2 separate regions of the Mus musculus genome follow, and region 1 is linked to region 2. A link is a contact called in public HiChIP or PLAC-seq data. All regions are on one chromosome and are shown on one strand. Each heading gives the region's core, a stretch centred on a gene start, on an enhancer-like site or on the middle of the called end of the contact. The rest is flanking DNA. Distances are from core to core; before and after follow the strand shown.

Region 1 (2,700 bases), core at 123-2,622, 400 kb after region 2:
AATATATGCCCATATAGAGCCAAGATTCACATGTAGAAACATTTAATTTAGAAACTAGGGAAATGCTACAATCTGGATGGGCACAGACCAAGTTATCACAAGAAAATTTATTTCCATACATGAAGTTGGAATAAATCTATTTTAATGAAGTCTCCAATTGTCCTTTCCTAGATCAAACCATATGTAATTTAGCGAATCTTGATGTGCTTCATTTAAAAAACATCTTTAATGTCTCCACAAGGCAACTCCCTGAGATAGCACAAGCTTTTGGAACACCCACAAGAGAAGTGCGATTCAAATTAGTCCTCAAGCTGTTCAAATAAGGAGCTACAGCTGAAAGTACTGCAGTTCAACGGGGAGATACATGTATTTTTAAAGTTACTTGTATCTACCAGATAAGCCTGGCAAAATGAACCAAAAAGTGAAACCCAAATGAATAGTGTGAATTAACGAGTGAATTCTTCTAACCCTGGGAGCAAGACAAGATCACTGGGAAGATAAATAATTCTTGTTCAAATCTGGTGGTTTCTGCCACCATTCTTCCTGAAAGTGGTCCTGAAAATATTATTATTATTGGGCATGACACAATTTGGATTGAATTGCATTGCCTGATTTGATTAATTTCTAACTGAACTTCCAATTGTGACTCCTTCCCTTCCACTTCCAGGACATGCCACAACTCTATAATCAGAATATTTTGTCCAGCATCCTCATTGTGCAATGGCTTCTCCTCATTTTCTATTCACGGTTGTCACCACAGTTTAACAAACAGAGGAGCACTAACTATGCTGGCATAATTGTCTGACTCAGGCACTCAAAAGTGTAGTTTTAGCTGCTCTGCTAACTTTCAGACATGAGTGAACCACTTGACCTTGCTAGCCCAATTCTTGGAGTCAAGGGTTGGCTTGTTCATCGCTAAGGTCCTTTTCTACACAGTTATCCTATGATTCTGTAATGTATTTCTAAGCAGTTTGCTTAATCACTCAATTACCCAGCAGTCCTCCAGACCTGGAAGGGGATGATTACTTGCCAGGGGCATTGCAGAGGGTATTTGTGAATTAGCAGGAGGTCAGGTTTTAACCTCTGAGGTCCCTGAAACTCTGATTCTATTCTGGCTCTTGTATTGGCTGTTTCCTGGCCCAATGTTCTACCCATCAGGAGGACATTACCCACTCTTGGAAGCAACTGGTTTCTAGTTCATTAATAGAGAGATAACAGGCATTAAAAATCAAGCTGCTTGAATAAATGATAAATATAAACCATTACCAACTTGTCCTCATACTAAAATAATTGCATACAGAATCATTGTAAAATAATCTTGCTATGAGAAATAAAGAAAACAGAGGCATCATTTTGGTGCCCCCAAGTGGACATCCATGATGGCTGCAGTCAAATTACACCTTACAAAGTATTTCAGGGCATCTGGCAGACACACACACACACACAGACCTTTGGCGGTCTTGCATATTTCATGTTGTATAGATTCTAGAAGGTATTCTAGAAATTTTGGGTCTCTTCATGAACACTTTGCAGTTATCTAAGAAGAGACAGAGGTATATGACCACTCCCAAGTTAGTCTTCTGACTAACAGAGTTTGAATATCTAAGGAAAAAGACATTTCAGTGCATTCTCCAGTGAGACCTTTAGCATCTCCTCTGTTCATTTGCACCAAATGTCCAGCAGCTACTATCAACATTGCTTGCTTTGGACAAACATTTTGTTTCTTATTCATTCCTTTTAAACTTCATAGTATTGGTATATTTTGATATTAGATATTTAAACCTTGTGGGTTTTACACAGACTAAATACAATGATATAAATAAAACATATGCTGGACTACGTAATAACTAAATAAAACCTCTTATGAGTTCCTGCTATAAGAAAGATAATGTATTAAGCAAAGAGTCCTACAACCCCCCCCCCAAAAAAACAGCCAAACAGAAGCAGGTTGCTTATATGATAGGCAAAAGGACTCCCTTAAAATGTAACAGAAGATACCACAAAGAATAAAGGGAACCAATACCACAAGGGGCACTCAGTAGTTCAGTCAAAATATCCTGAGATATAGCTGAAAGAATTGTGTGTTTAAATGATAAATGAAGAGTTGAGACAATTTGATTTCCAGAACACCAGGTGCCTGTGTTGTGGATTAAGATGTTCTAGGAAGGCCTTTGTTTTTTTTTTTTTTGTTTTGTTTTGTTTTATTTTTTTGCAGGGAATGGAAATTAGAGAAGATAAAGGGGAGCAGTGGGGTGATGTTTTATGTTTCTAGGTTAGGAAATTATGGAAATAATCATAGCATAAAACTTGTAAGATTTGCTTGAAGAATAAGGAATTTGCTGAAGCAAAATATTAGGAATTATAAACAACTATAGATGTTAGTTAAAATGAAAGTGTAAGCTGTAAGCCAGGAAGCAAAATTTTGGCTTTGATTAATATTCATACTACAAGTGTTTATCTCATAGACTAGGATTAGTAAGATCACCACACTTTTGTCTCTCTTCCTTCTTCTCAGAGCTGCAACAGCCATTGCTAGGCAACCACTCCATTGTCTCTTACTAAGCACTGTGGGACCTTAGAGTCTGTCTCAATAACTTTAGCAAAAATGATGTTTCATCAGGATTGTCTCAAAAGATAAAACCAATGTGTGTCTCTTGCACTAGATTTAACGGTAAAAATAGGAAGACCCACACCTAATAA
Region 2 (2,700 bases), core at 132-2,631:
ACATACATACAAACACACATGCATACAAACATGAGTGAACACATACATAAACACACAAGGCACACATATATGTTCAAACAAACATACACACAAGCACAAACCCAAATACACACATACATCGCACAAATACACATATAAAACACAAACATGTACAAACACACACATATATACATACATACATACATTCATGCATGCATATACACATGTACACACACATATAAACATACATGTAAATGTACACACACAGCACACACAAAACATATATACACAAATACACATAAGTACACATATACACACAAACATGAAAATACAAACACAAAACACTCACCACATGTAAATATACACAGAGATGCATACAGCATACACACATAAAAACATACACGTGCATACACACATACATAAACCTACACACATATAAATGTACATAGATATACAAATACACACACACACACCACATCTATCGCCCAGACATTTGGGGATAAGAAAGCAAGCTAATAATCTTGAGCAAATAGATGTGATTAAATATGATTGAGCATGGTTTGGTTTTTTTTTGTTTTTTTGTTTTTTTTAATTCTCACAAATGTAGATCTTGATGAAGACCAGTTTGTCTAGAGTCCCACTGATTTAATTTGGGTGAGCTATAATTTACTGGGCTGCAGGAGAAACAGTAATTTGTTGAGGCCATCATCAGCTCATTAGAATCACACTGGGAACACTTAATGGTGTACAACCCACAGCTTTTTGTATCCATTTCATAGTGATTCCTCTCGCCCTGCCTGCTGCTCACCACTCCAACTGTTGATAGCATGATCCTTTCCAAACACACCCCAGAAAATAAGAGGTTTTAAAAAAAAAAGATTTAAGTCACCAAGAAACACATTTCAACATTTCAGGGTATGAGGCAGGCTGCTAGGATAAAATATTCTCATGTACTGTTAACATGTAAGATTGGCTAGCTGTTAAGTACTGTAAACTGCAACTTATCAAAAGCTCAAAAATCCTACACAACAGAACAGAAAATAATTATTCTCCCTGAACAGCTATTGTCTCCTGTCTCAGCTTTTCCTGAACTAATAAAAGGTTTAATTTTAAATGGTGCAAAGGAAATGTCAGCATTGCTAAGATATACAATACTCGGGTGCTTGGCTCACCATACATTAAAACGTATGAAATTAGACCTAAGTGAAGCCTAAACAAACCTGAAGATTCCCCTCCCTCCCCCAGGCACCTTTTCTCTTTACCTCTGATTGATAGGATCACGTGAAACCAGCCTGGGTTCCAACACTGTCGTTTCAGATGACAAGGTCTTGATAAGGGCCGAGAGCACTGGTTAGGGGGTATGTATTTCCGGGCCTACGATTTCAGTTATGCACAGTGGGCGATTTAGTTCAAAGGAGCAGGGACATTTATTTTGATGCTTCACAGGAAAAAGGAGTGGGGGCAGGGACGACAAAAGAGAGAAAGGCCTTAAAGGCTTCCTGCATTCAAATGTGTGCATCTGTTTTCACTTTTACTATCTTCAAAAAAAAAAAAAAAAAAAAAAAAAAAAAAAACGAAGATAACGTTTCAGTCTAAGACTGGCTGCTGCTGAAGCTTTGGTGTGCTAAGAAGAAAAACACTGCTGAGGGGAACATGGCAGGGAGCAACAGTCCTAAACTTTCCTCAGCTTTGGGCTTCACAATGAATTTGATTCAGATTCCAAACAATTAGCAATAATAAAAATATACATTAGGTGAGCATGCTCCTCGGTCAGTATTTCTCAGGTAGGTTTATTTTAAATAACCAAAATCAATGGAGTTTGGAGAGATGTAGTTACCTTTATTTATGCTTTCTTCCTCTTTTTTTTTTTCTATTTTTCTTCACAAATATATGGTAATTATTCGTTACCTCCTTTTATTGAGCATTGTGGTAGTTCCAAATAGTATAACCCTTTCTCTAAAAAGAAACACAATCTATTCTTTATAAATGTTAGACACGGTATTTAAATATTGGCAAACAATTCAGTGCTGTAACATACAATGAGAGTAGAAGAGAAAAGTAGCTACCACCCCCAAGACTCCCCTGAGGATGAAGTGTGGCTCAGTCTTCCACTGACTAGAATGGGAAATGCACAATCAATGTGTATAAAGTACTTGTTCCATAGGCACACTCATGAGCACAGTGAGTGATAACCAAAGCTCCATAAAGAAAAAAATGTTCTTTCCATCCTTCTTCCTTAGTTAAAAGGGGCACCTATAAAAAAAGACAGACCAATCAAAGAAAAAATATAGTTTATTGGAGTATATACCTTTAAAAGTTTTTGTTGTATATCTCACACACACACACACACACACACACACACACACACACACACACACACACACACACACAGCACATTTTCAGGAGAGGTACACAGAGAAGGGAGAGGCAATCTGGAATTCAGATATCATAGCCATTGTTTATCAAAACAAAGGTTTAAGCCCAGAGACATGGAAGTGTCAAGAACAGCTTTGAGGTAGGTTATGTCTGCACTTCTTGGGGTCTCTCGTACTTTGGACTCATAGTTCTACTCTGGATTTACGGATAGAGACTCACAAAACGATGTCTTCCATTTAGATGCAATTTTCTTTTACAAGGAAGTAACAGATTCCTGTTTTCAGAGCTTCTCTGTGTCTTTACTTTCTCAAAATTATCAGCTCAAAATAGTGTTTGTGCCAAAGA

What was found. HiChIP or PLAC-seq counts read pairs in DNA pulled down with a chosen protein or histone mark.
Region 1: a contact with region 2 is called in a CTCF HiChIP or PLAC-seq map of pro-B cells, with 15 times the contacts expected there. The contact joins two enhancer-like sites. A contact is called at or near these places in 1 of 15 datasets of contacts at CTCF or cohesin (pro-B cells) and 2 of 115 datasets of contacts at active chromatin or transcription factors (T-cell acute lymphoblastic leukemia and large pre-B cells).

What each region holds. Positions count from the first base shown.
Region 1 is chr4:7,852,184-7,854,883 of GRCm38.p6, forward strand. No RefSeq gene overlaps it. Among named protein-coding and RNA genes, the nearest start is that of Gm23860, 33 kb to the left of the region's middle. Within about 2 kb of position 1,373, at least 19 of the 459 cell types and tissues checked have an H3K27ac peak or open chromatin away from gene starts, as enhancers often do. A contact at or near this core is called in pro-B cells, where this site is marked.
Region 2 is chr4:7,453,915-7,456,614 of GRCm38.p6, forward strand. No RefSeq gene overlaps it. Among named protein-coding and RNA genes, the nearest start is that of 8430436N08Rik, 110 kb to the right of the region's middle. Within about 2 kb of position 1,382, at least 53 of the 459 cell types and tissues checked have an H3K27ac peak or open chromatin away from gene starts, as enhancers often do. A contact at or near this core is called in pro-B cells, where this site is marked.